2 separate regions of the Xenopus tropicalis genome follow, and region 2 is linked to region 1. Evidence: chromatin contacts called from public Hi-C data. All regions are on one chromosome and are shown on one strand. Each heading gives the region's core, a stretch centred on a gene start, on an enhancer-like site or on the middle of the called end of the contact. The rest is flanking DNA. Distances are from core to core; before and after follow the strand shown.

Region 1 (6,757 bases), core at 2,895-5,394:
CACCCACTCTATTTAGAAGAAGGAGGTTCCGTTTAAATTTTCAGAAAGGATATTTAACTGTGAGAATGGTGAAGTTATGGAATTCTCTCCCTGAAACAGTTGTACCGGCTGATACATTATATAGCTTCAAGAAGGGGCTGGATGGCTTCTTAGCAAGTGAGGGAATACAGGGGTATGGGAGATAGCTCTCAGTACAAGTGAGGGAATACAGGGTTATGGGGGATAGCTCTTAGTACAAGTTGATCCAGGGACTAGTCTGATTGCCATCTTGGAGGCAGGAAGGAATTCCACCCCCCACCCCCCTGCAGCAAATTAGAGAGGCTTCAGACAAAACAAAAGGACAGTGAAATACAAGGGCAATGTAAAGTTAGGGTGGCTCAAAAACAAAAAACATGAATTTCCTTCAATGGCCCAGTCCAATTAAGAATCTATGTCACTGTTTAAAAACGAATGTGCAAGTAACCTGTTCAACTTACAGCAAATCAACCTGGAGCAATAGGCCAAAATCTCTTCTAAACACTGTGCAAAGCTTGTTTATCCTAACCACAATGGCAAGCTCTGCAATTTCTTCTCCTGCAGAGAATAACTGGAGGAGAGAACACCAATACTGACAGTGCTTGTAGTTAGTAGCCATAACTCCATCTGCCCGTCACTGCACATACGAGCCAGATTACAGACCACTTAAGTGTCATTTGTGTTGAAATATGCCCAGAGTGCACACTAATCACTAAAAGTGCCTCATTTATGGTTAAAAAGTAGAAATTTGACTCTTAAAGTTACCAGGGGTGATTATTTGTCGCAACAGGTAATTTGATGCCCGAGGCAAGGTTGCAACCTTGTCACATGGTAAAAATACTCTGTAACATTAGCCTAGATTCTGCTGTTGCTGCACAAGGTGGCTCTAGAACATGATGTTATGCAAAAGCATAGCTTAACTAAAGAAAATGTAATTCTAAACAACTTTCCAGTATATATTAATATATTTCAATGGATTTCATTTTTGTATTATTTGTATATGGTATATATTTGCAACTAAGTGGTATTAGTTTATTTGTTCTGTTCTCTGTGCTTACCCCTGGTTCTGACTCTTGAAACAATGTAGATTAGTTGGTTTACATTCCAGTGCTTCAGCAGTCAGAATCAGTACTGCCAAAAATAAAAAGCAGTGAGTCAGACACTGCTACCAATAGAAATTACAATGTCACCAAACAAACTAATCAATTCATTATATGAAAATTGCTTTTGACTATTTTACTTTTATGACATTTTGCAAAAAATGGACATGCTGTTCAGTAATCTGAAATAGAATTAGAGAAAATAAAATTTAATAGTGGGATTTCATACTGGGTGGTCATGGGGATCACAAATGTGTGTGGTCATTGTACTTAGAGCTCATACTCATGACCTATACCCTTAGAGCTGATATTCTTATGAAGCTAATATGCTGTGCATTTCAGTATGGTCCACTACGGGGTCTGAGTGACCTGCTAGAACATATAATATCCTGATGGACCAAACCCTAGTGAGCCAGGGAGCAAGCAATTTCCATAATCTTTTTCTTATTTCCACCGTAGGTACATATAAAACACAAACTTAGCACTTACTATGGCTAATGTATGTAACAGTGGACCGGCGGTAGTAGGTTCTCTGGTGAGCACTAGGAGACGTGACATGTTAGTTGATCAAAACCTATTTTTTCTTTACTACGCTTTGTCTCCATCCCCAAAGGCAAAGATCCACAGGACATTTAGAGACCAAATAACATGTATCTGGGCTTAATGGAGCCAAATGATGCGTCATGCTACAAGGTGGAAAAACTAATGTGCTGCACATCAGTTTCTAAAGATAATTCTCATGGGCATGAGCACTAAGGAAAAGGCACACAAAGCATTTTGATCACTAGGAAAATCAGATTAGCAAATTATTTCTTCCACCTCCAGTCAACACTATTAAAATGTGCCTTGAGAAGATGAAATAGTATGCAGTTCATATTGCTTACGAGGTGCTTACTCCATCCTTTCAATATCCATATCCCATGGCCCCTGATTTAGCATAATTTTGTCATCCACATGTTTGAACAAATTGGATGTTTTCGAACGGATAAGCATGTTGGCAACCATTTTGAATATGCAGAGCAGGCCTTGTTTAACAAGCTAACAGTAGTGCATCAGTATAAGCTGAAATACTGTGTCCTTTTTTTGAGGGAAAGTAAATATAATCTATAGATTCTGACCCTTTAGCAGCAATATGATCATGCGAATAATATTAAAATTATTACTAAGCGCCAATATTTACATCGTCTTGCAAAACTGTTATCTTTTACCACTCCATTAAAAGGGTGGTTCACCTTTCAGTTAACTTTCAGTATGTTATAGAATGCCCTATTTCTAGCAACTATGCAGTTGGTCTGCATTATTTATCTTTTATAGTTTTTGAATTATTTGCCTTCCTCTTCCAAAAACTATTGCCCTGTGAGGCTACAGTTTTATTGCTATTCTTTTTATTACTTATCCTTCTATGCAGACCCTCTAGTATTCATATTCCCATCTCTCATTTAAACCACTGCCTTGTTGCTAGGGTAAAACCAGATAGCTGCCAAAAAAACTAATGGAAAGCTGCTGAACAAAAAGCAAAATAACTGAAAAAAACATAAGAAATAGAAAATGAAGACCAATTGCAAATTCTCAGAATATCAATGTTTACATCATATTAAAAGTGAACTACCCCTTTAACAAAACTAACTGAATCATGGAAATATGATCTGTACTAAAAATATATATTGTATCGGCTCCTTGAGAAGAGTTGGCTGGGAAAAAATACCACCCTACTAGATTTATACCCACTCTTTACTACCCTAATCCAGACTAGTTTACAAAGTGCAGTCATAGGTGTCATCTTAACCTGTCCCTAATTGGTCACTGATATTACAGAGGGGTAGTAGCCAAAGGTTAAGCTTACAGGCCGCACAGTAGTGATGAAGCTATAAGCCCTCTTACTGGAGTCTGAGTCACCCTTCCCCCCAATCTGTGGGTTCTGGCAAATGCCATAGGGTACTGCTGTAAACTGCCATGGGTAGTCACTATTTAGTTGACTTGCTGGGGGCTTTTTGGGCTTCTGTATACCTGAGCCTATTTTGAAGCCCAGTCCAGACCTGCTGCCACCTATGTAAACCTTTTCTCCAACACAAACCTGTCTGTACTTCAAGTTGTGGGCTGCACTACAAATCACTATGATCTGGCCCTCTTTTTTCCTGGGCACCTAATAACAGATTAATCTAATGTTTCCTTTGTTGTATTATACAAGTCATTTGTAGCTTACTATTGTTTCATGAGGAGAAAACTGCTGCCATTTGTAGTCCATGTGGCCTGCCACATTGAAAACAATGAAACGTGATAACAATCTTTGTTACGGGCAGCACCCCTAGCATGAAAGTTGCCTCTTTTTAATGAGTCTTCCCACTCATGCAGTGCATTGTAGGAAACTGAAGTATACAATGCAATCACTTGGAGATCTACTCATAAACATGTTTAGGGAATGTCTGCTCTAATTGCAGTCAATAGGAATAGCTGTGTTCATGACAAACTGAGCGATTCATCAGTAAGAAGTTTTGTTATTCTTACATTAGGAAAAAGAAGCTAAGGAATTAAGGAGAATAAAAAGAATATAAAGCACTAACAATACTTAAGCAACTTTCCACAAGATTCTCGTGCAGTGCCCCAAATGAGAGAAACACTAGTGCCTTGTTTCTTTAGCTAAAATCAAGGAGTGGCTTGGTGCCCAACATGCCTGTGCAACAGAATTGAAAAAAAAATCCCCCTACAGTCATAGAAAGGAGTGGTTTAACTGCCCCTAATACAGTATAAAAAAGGAAATCTATTCTTTTGTGGTCTAGTAGCAAATCAATAAGCTATTTGCAGTAGTAAACAGTAAATATATAATATTAGGATTCTTACCTTTGGTTTGTTCAGCCACCTTCTCACCGCAGAGGGTAACATTGTACAAGCCTGGTTCCCAGTGTGTGACACTCTCTGCTCAGTTCCTTGCTGTTTCCTTAATGCCGCTTGCCTGGCTGCTGCTTTGTCTTTCTCACCTGGCTCCGCCTTTACCTGTCTGCTTCCAAATAACTCATCTCCAGTTACAAAATCCAAGAGAGCACAAAAAGAACATCATTGTGAAGCATGTCTGCTGCCACCCAATGGTAAAACTGACCTAAAGCATTTGTAGTGAGTGAGCATAAGATGTACTTAGTCAAACTTTCTGGAGGAGGTGGGTTTCACAAAATAATCCCTTTTGTGAACTGACCCCAAGGACTGGGCTTTTGAATTTTTGTGGAGGTTACTGGTCCCAGACTAGCCGTCTGTGGATTCTGGCATATGCCAAAGGGGCTGCTGTAAGATGCCATTGACAGTCACTTAATTGGGCTGGTGGAGGGCTGCGTGGGCCTCTGAGTCCATAAAATGCCAGGGACCATTTTGAATTTCACTCCAGGTCTGGTGGTTACTGACATCACAGTGTTTAGAGATTCTCCTACTTTAGCACAAATGACTAAGCACAGATTTGGGGGATAAAATGCTGGAGGAAAATGGAAGGCACCATTTGCAAACTGATTACATTTAAATGACAGAAATTTATCACTGTAATTTTGGGCCCCGGAGAAAAAAAGGTTAAACATTCTGGCCTAGGGTGGAAAGTATTAAAATGTTTATACTTCAGAGTGCCCTGCATTTTTTAAAGGTGCCCTGTATTAAAGGTTAGGTATGGCCATTTTAGCACTTCTATAATATGTTAATTAAACGACACATGTTGCAGGGTTGTCATCTAACCCTAATTTAACAGGAAGATGATCCAGACCTGGATTTTTTTTTACAAATCTAATTCCTCTTCACATTAAATGTTAACAGGATATGAAGAAAAAAAATGGCCAGAGTATATCATTATCCCTTAATAATATGGAGTTAGTAGACAATTGTGGAATCTGCAAATGTCATTAGTTCCACAGCAGCGTGGTAAAAATCCAGTCCAACCAGTTGTAACAAAAATAGACATTACTGAGCATTAATCAGTCATGATCCCTGCTGCACTGCATTCTAACCAGCCATGTACCATGTACATATTGTTATCATTGTTACTGTAAGTATATTTTTATTTATATTGTGCTACTGGGCACCCAGTGCTTTTAACAATTTATAAAAAAAACAGTGAAAAATATAAATCTACAACGATTATTTATTTTGCAAATAATCGCAATTAACTGTGATTTTGCTTCTTTTTGTGATTTTCATATTTAAGAAGAATTTTTAATTTTCATATATATATATAAAATAATAACTCTAATGGCTTCTGCCAGACATAGCCGATTCTCGGCTTGTGAATAAACGCAGGCTGAAAATCCACCCTTATGCTCCAAAAAGTTTACTGCTCCTAGGGCCATTGTGTCTGACCGGGTGCAGGCACACATAGCAGATTTAAGGGCTGTGGCACATGGGGAGATTAGTCGCTGCACAACTAATCTCCCTTGTCGGGGGCGACTAATCTCCCCGAAATGCCATCCCACCGTTACAATGTAAATCGCCGGTGGGATGGCATACCACCAGCGATTTGTCGCCTGGTGACTAATCTCCCCATGTGCCACAGCCCTAAGAGCAGAACTATGCAGCTCCAGTCTAAAATCCGCTCCATGTGCCTGCATTTATCTGCAGGCCGAGAATTTGCCACTTATGGCTGGAGCCTTAAGGTGGCCATACACGCACCGATAATATCGTACGAAACCTCGTTTCGTACGATATTCGGTGTGTGTATGGTATGTCGGCGAGTCGACTCGCCGATCGGACCAGTTGGAAAATTTTGATCGGGCGCCATAGAAGGCACCTGATCAAAATCTCCCTTCAGAGCTGAATCGGCAGAAGGAGGTAGAAATCCTATTGTTTCTACCTCCTTACCTGCCGATTCAGCCCTGAATGGTGTGTGGCACATCTGACGATGTTTCGTGCGGCCGATGGTCGCACGAAACATCGTCAGATCGCCACGTGTATGGCCAGCTTTAGGCACATGGCAGATTAATTTGTTTTTTACCCAGGGTAAATCTGCACTAATAGGGTGAAGATACATGGAGCTCCTAGTAGCAGATACTTGTCATGGCTACTAAAATAGACAATGCTGATTATTTACTGATAATTGTCTCTAAGTGTGTTTTAGCAGAAGCAATTACATTACATTACATTACATTAACATTTATTTATAAAGCGCCAACATATTCCGCAGCGCTGTACAATAAGTGGGTTACATACATTGGACATACAGAGTAACATATAAAGCAATCAATAACCGATACAAGAGGTGAAGAGGGCCCTGCCCAAAAGAGCTTACAGTCTACAAGGAGAAAGGGTTGAGACACAAGGTGTGGGAATGGGCATGACCAGAGTTGTGAGAGGTGGGGCACAGGGTATTGCTAAACTAGATTAGGGTAAGCCTCTCTAAATAAATGTGTTTTTAGAGATTTCTTGAAGGCAGAGAGATTGGAAGAAAGTCTGACAGTTTGTGGGAGCGAATTCCAGAGAAGGGGGGCAGCCCTTGCAAAGTCTTGAATGCGAGCGTGTGAGGAGGGAATGAGAGAGGAGTTGAGGAGCAGGTCAGTAGAGGAGCGTAACAAGCGGGTTGGATGGTACCTGAGTTCAGAGATGTAGGGTGGGGCAGAGTTATGGACTGCTTTAAATGTGAGGGTCAATAGCTTGAATTTTATCCTGGATGGTAGGGGAAG
Region 2 (6,757 bases), core at 2,827-5,326, 130 kb before region 1:
AAGCAAAGATCAGATTGGTTGCTATGGGCAACAGCACCGGTGATATTCGCTTTCACACTTGAATAAATATGTGTTAATTCCTATTTAAAGCTTTGTGACAAGAAAGCTGGAATGCCCAAATTCAGTTTTTCAGGATACAAAATAAAGAAAGAAATTACAATTCTTTATATGCTTTAGGTATGTATAAATATAAAATGTGCTTTGTATGGAGAAGGTCGTCTTCATATGTAATACCTGTACATTTCTTGTCCAACCATATAGTTGGAATAATAATCTTTCACCTATAGGTGGCGCAATGGAATTGCATATTAAATAACTGCAGCAACAAAGAGAGACTGAAGTTTCTCAGATTGTAATTAACAAGGCTGAGGACTTGGGAAGGTAAGAAAATGTCTTTTTGTAAAGGTGGACATACGCGTTATGATCTGCTCTTTTGGCGATCCTCAGCCAATATGCCCATCTAAGGTTGGTGATATAAGGGTTAATCCAATCGTTTGTCCCTAGGGCCAAACAATCAAATTTAAATGAACGGAATAGGAGCCGTCAGGACCACATCAATGAGCCAATGCAGTCCTTGATCCAATGGAAAATCAAACCTGCCCAATCAAGATCTGGCCAATTTTAGGCCAGATGCTGGTCAGGTAGGCCTTTCAGGGGTGCTGAAGGGGGTCTGAAGGACCCCAATTGACAGCTAAATTCTGCCTGTGTATGGCTACCTTAGGTCAAATTTCAAAATTAAATATAAAAAAATCTGTTTGCTCTTTTGAAAAAAAGAAAATGGATTTCAGGGCAGGATTCTGCTGAAAGACAATTATTATAACAATTATTGAGCCACAGGATAAAAAATGTAAATGGGTGTTGCCTGTAACTCCACTGAATTTTTGTTAAAATGTCAAAATTATTTCTAAGGCATGCTTAATGAACATGGTTATACAATAACAGTTGAATAAATAGAGAGCAAACAGTGATAACTGACCAGTCAGCTATATGATCACAGGTCTATTGGACAAACAGCTATCTATAAAGTCAAAGGTGCCCAAAAGGTAGATTGTGATCTACCAGAAGATCTGGAGTAGGTGAGTAATTCATTAAATCAGGCTAGCATTGTCCGCAAACAGCTCCATGCTATCAGCCTGCTGGGTACTTCCCATTTGGATTTGTAAGGCTAATGACACACCATGCATATGTCGTATATTTTTGGCAATATGCTCGGGTGCAGGCACATGTAGGCGAAATCCGCATAAAAGCAAGACTTCACATTCTCTCACGTTTTATGCGTATTTCAGCTACGTGTGCCTGCACATGAGCGTATTCCATTCATTCAGGTGCAGGCACAGGTAGGAGAGTATGGCGCGTATTTTTGCCAAGCATTTTTTGGCTTGCCGAAAATATATGCCATGCACATGGTGTGGCATTAGCCTAAAGCAGTGATCCCTAACCAGTGATTTGTAAGCAACATGTTGCTCACCATGCCCTTTGATGTTGCTCCCAGTGGCCTCAAAGTAGGTGCCCATTTTTACATTTCTGGCTTGGAGGCAAGTTTTGGAAGCACAGAGACACAGTCTTACTCCAAGCAGAGCCTCCTGCAGGCCAGCAGGCCACATGGGGCTTATTTGGCATCCACAAAGAACTTTTTTCATGCTTGTGTGGCTCCCCAACACTTTTTACATCTGTGTGTGGCTCACAAGTGAAAAAGGCTGCAGATCCCTGGCCTAAAGCATTGAGGAATGGGTGTTGTTCTCAGAAAAATGGTGTCCAATGCATTTTGACACTAGGCTACCCTGGAAAAAACCACCTGACTGCAATCCCATGCAATTGTAATGGACACAACTTATCACTTGACCATTATGTGTCCCACCTGCTAAAGAGCCTGCTAATAAACACTTTTTGCAGCTAGCTCTGCGTCTGCCTTTTTCTCCCAGTTCTATACATAATGCCTGATGCATGAATACCTGTTCTGGGAAGTAGAGGCCAGCTAGACCACTTTGTGCATCTTTGCTAGCACTCCATCATTTTTATCATGGAATTCTGAGGGACAAAAACACATTGTAGATAAAAACAAAATGTTAATTTGCATTAGAAGTAAACATTGTTCTATACTATGGGGCACATTTACTAAGACACGAATTAGAATCCGAATTGGGAAAATTCCGATTGGAAAACGAACATTTTGCGACTTTTTCGTATTTTTTGCGAATTTTCGGCGCCTTTACAACTTTGCGGAAATTGTCGCGACTTTTACGTTACCAATACGATTTGCGCGAAAAAACGCGAATTTTTTGTAGCCATTACGATGCGCTCGTATCTTGTCGTGACTTTTTCGTATTGAGCACTCGTAAGCGGCGGGCGAAACTTTCAGACTTAGCATGATTTTGGTAGCCTCCCATAGGACTCAATGGCACCCTGCAGCTCCAACCTGGCCCAAGAAAAGTCACCATACTGAAGCTTGAATGAATCCGAATCTTTCGTACTCGGCGCGAAAGCTGCGAAAAAGTCGCGACTTTTCGCGCAAGTATTAACGCTACAAAAAAATCGCCAGATTTTGCGCAACATTCGGAATGGCAACGAAAAAGTCGCGACAATTATCCGAAAAATCGCAAAATACCGATCATTACGAAAAAAACGCAATCGGACGCATTCGGCCCGTTCGTGAGTAAGTAAATGGGCCCCTAAGTGTTCAGACATGAGCCTGTAAGTGTAGTGGCCAGTCAAAGGTAGGGTTGCCAACATTTCTGGCCTTTCTATTATATATTTATGCTTTTTCCCTATTAAAAGCATTGGGATGAAGTATCTATTTCACTGGCCAGGTGGGTAAAATACCATCCAGGTGTCAATCCTAGTTCCGGGGATGCTGGGAGATGTGTAAACTGGCAATGTGTGGCACAGTGGATAGTATGCTACCTTGCTGCTCTGGGGTTCTATAACTATGGTTCCAGCCAGGGCACAATCTTCATTGAGTTTGCATATGTTCTCCAGACACGTTTGGCTTTCCTCCAGATAATCTTGTACAGGTATAGGACCCGTTATCCAGAATGCTCGCAACCAAGGGTATTCAGGATAAGGGGTCTTTCCGTAATTTGGATCTCCACACCTACTAAAAAATCAATAAAACCTTAATTAAACCCAATAAGATTGTTTTAATTCCAATAAGAAATAAATATATCTTAGCTTGGATTAATTACAAGGTACTGTTTTATTACTACAGAGAAAAGGGAAATACATTTTATAATTCTATATTATTTGATTAAAATGGAGCCTATGGGGGACAGGCTTTCTGTAATTCGGAGCTATCTGGATAACAGGTTTCCGGATAAAAGACCCCAAACCTGTACCAAACGCTAAACCCATACAGGCAGGTTAATTGGCTCCTGATAGAACTGACCATAGTGTAACTTTTCAATCGATCTTTATTATTTATTTTGTAGTTTTTTAATTATGTGCTTTCTTCTTCTATTTCCAGGTTTTGAATGGGGGTCACTGACCCCAGCAGCCAAAAAACGACTGCTCTGCGAGGTTACAATGTTATTGTTATTCTTACTTTGTATTACTTATCTTTCTATTTATGCCCTCCTTTATTCATAATTCTGTCTCTCTTTGAAACTACTGCCTGGTTGCTGGGGTAATATGAGCCTTAGCAACCAGATTACTACTGAACTCAAGACTGGAGTGTTGCTGAACAAAAAGTGAAACATTTAAAAAAAAAAAAAAAAAAACATAAGTAATAAAAACAATTAAGATCAATTGCAAATTGTCTCAGAATATTACAGTCTACATGGTATTAAAATTGAACTCAAAGTTGAACCCCTTTGAAACATAAGGTGCACTCTGGCAGAGACTGGCGTGTAAAATCTATAGTATCTGTAAAGGATACGTCTTCGCTATATGAATAATAGTTGCAAGGTTTGACCGCTCAGAAGGCCTAACAGTACGCGCAGCAGTTCCTCAGGCTTCCTGTAGGGGGCCGAGCACAAAGTACAGAACAAGAGATGTGTGTGCGCGACTTTTCTTTATAAAACACATGTTCGCACAGTGGTGTTATGAATAGCTCAGTGTAATGAGGCGGCATGGGAGCCCGGTTCAGTTTAGTGTATGACAACGTTATGAGCCCGCAATATGAGTTATTAAATAGCAATAACACGGACTGAGCAAAAGAGTTACTTGAATCAATCAGCTTTTCTCCTTTCGGGAGCTGTTCCTGTACTCGTCATAACACGCAGCGCTTAGTCCAACCAAGTTACTAACGCCTTGGGTCGCTAATACTGAGCAGGCCGTCTCTGAGTCCCGGCTCAGGCTAAGGAAGGCGGAAGGAGCCCAGGCCGCGCCCGGGACGCCATTTTGACATTGTCAATAGTATGCCTCCCATGTCCCAGCTGGGGGCAGTTTTTCTCAGCGGGAGGTAAGGGCAAGCCTATATTTAATGCCATTACTTGGCTATAAGACAGGATGAAGGGGCGTGTGGTTATGTTGAGAAGGGCCCCCAGTGTTAGGGAGGGGGACTGCACAGAAACTAAGATGGAGGAGTGAGCGAGGGCCGTTCTCAGTGTAAGTGACACGGGCAGTGTCATTGAGATTGGAGGGGGGAGGGAAGGGACCATCTGGAGACCTTTACAATACAGTATGCACTTAAGGTCAGTGTACAAAGCATTACTCCCCTTTACACGTCTTCCCAATGTTAGGTGCGCCCCCTCTGTAAAATGGACTCCCCCTCTGGATATCAATTAGCAGCGCGCCATAAGAGCTGTCATTTGCAAGAGCCCCAATCACAGGACACAGACTCACTCCTGTCTGTCACTACTATGTCATATTTACAGATTCTCTTACATCATCCGCACCCCCACCAATAACAACCTAGCGCAGGCCACTCTTATACCCCCAAGGGACACTGCACGGTGACACTCAAGCTGCTGCTGCTGCTGGACTACAAATCCCAAGATCCTATTGACTGTGAAGTGGAAGCCCAACAGCTGGATGGACACAAGGTGTGAGATTGCTAGCCAAAGTCACCTCCCATACCCGGCAGATACCCTTCCTTCTCCAACCCCATCCCCTCAGTGTGCTTTCCTTGCCCTTTCTATAGTACCCCTGAGCCATAGTATTCCCCCCACTAGCTAACTACCCCCACCAGCAGCACCACCCTCCTCCTGAAGGTCCCCTCCCCCACCCAGGCTCCGCACGCCTCCTCCAGCAAGGGAAAGAGGCAGCCTAGCCCGCTGCGTGCTGTGCGGCGGGGGGAGGTAGTGCAGAGACCGGCGGGCTGCAGGCCTAGCGCAGTGTGATGAGGGGCAGGCGCACGGTAAGGCCGGTTGCTTGTTGGACAGCTTGCAAACTTTAACCCCCCCTCCCCTGCATGGATAGATTCACCTTTCTCCATTCTACTGCACTGCACCGGCGGATCATGCATGGGGTGGGCAGGGGGAGCCATATTCGTCTTTTTCCTCTCTAACCAATATGTTACACGGCCGGTTCCGTCTCCGGACTCCTTTTACCGGTGACCTCCAACTGTTTGCATAGAAATTTCTTATTTGCAGTTTCATGTTATAAGTGTGTGGGGATGAATGGGATTGTTACATTACACATAGTGGGATGCATTTATTGCCCACTGATACATGTGCATACATAAAGGGACAAAGCCGGCATATGTGATTAAGTTCTCTGGCAATACTGGTTTGCAGTTGTGTTTAAACTTCGATTCCCATCATTCTCCGACAGCCAGAGTCTTTCCGTGGGGTTGCTGTGATTCACAAACAGCTGATGGGGTCGCAGGTTAGACAGTTGTGCGGATGAGACCCGTTTTGTCTGTGTTTCCGTGCTCCCCTCCCCAGGTTATGGTATGTTCCTCGGCCAAGATGAGATTGTGTTCCAGTGTCTGCACCGGCAGAGCCAGACATTTGCTGCACGTTTATTAGGCCTCTGACTACTGCCATTTTGGCCGGTAGGGGAAGAATTTATCAGTGGTAATTGGGTCTGGCTTTGTTTCACATGACCAAGTATGTAGTCACAGGGGCCTAGGCCAAGCTTTGGACTGTTCCCATTTGTTATACCATACCCTTATACAGCTATTCATTTAATTCCTTCATATTGTTATTGCTTGTTTAAAAAAAAGTTGCAACATATTCCTCAGAGCTGTGCACTACATATCCACTCAAATATAAATGTTTCAGCATTGTCATGTGTCTCACTCACAATTATTTTTTGTATTTATTCCTTGTTCTAACTATTAATTTCTGCTTTTTTTGACAGATTAATGCCTGCACAGGATGGATGAAGCCTGTGAACTAAGGAGTACTACAGACTATTTGAACTCAGTGGATCCTAATGCCAAAAGCAAACCGTGCGTGGGTGACAGGGGCATTTTGGAACTACCAAATGGGTGTAGCGTTCCACTGAGCTCACCCACGCAAAGTGGCAAATTGGGTTATGGGCAGGATCCCTCCTCCCACTACATTCCTCTGCGCAGACTCCAGGATCTGGCCTCCATGATAAGCATCGAAGGCATGAATGGATCACAAAACATGGAGGCAAACGGATCTCAACCAAATCCTCAGCCCTATTTTTTTACTTCAAATGAGCCAAGAGGTCATGCCAGTCATCAGGATTCTACTCGTCAATTTTCACAAGACCTCACCATGAAACCCAAAAATGTAAAGAATGGGATGCATCCTTATGATTCTTTTTGTCATGTTGATATGGAAGAGCCAAATTATGCTATAGAACAGTTAAATTACAATCACACTGGGCCAGGTTTTGATGTGCCAGG

Evidence for each region. Hi-C and Micro-C count contacts between places; a contact is called where the count stands out from the background.
Region 2: a Hi-C map of gastrula embryo shows a contact between it and region 1, with 2.5 times the contacts expected there. The contact joins the promoter of nsd1 here to the promoter of LOC100493455 in region 1. A contact is called at or near these places in 3 of 5 Hi-C or Micro-C datasets (gastrula embryo, neurula embryo and tailbud embryo).

What each region holds. Positions count from the first base shown.
Region 1 is chr3:46,110,552-46,117,308 of UCB_Xtro_10.0, reverse strand. LOC100493455 (lateral signaling target protein 2 homolog) reads right to left here and starts at 4,144. Exons shown (of 14, transcript XM_031898841.1): 1 at 3,954-4,144; 2 at 1,074-1,146.
Region 2 is chr3:46,243,464-46,250,220 of UCB_Xtro_10.0, reverse strand. nsd1 (histone-lysine N-methyltransferase, H3 lysine-36 and H4 lysine-20 specific) reads left to right here and starts at 4,076. Exons shown (of 23, transcript XM_004912862.4): 1 at 4,076-4,396; 2 at 6,241-6,757. The coding sequence starts at 6,258.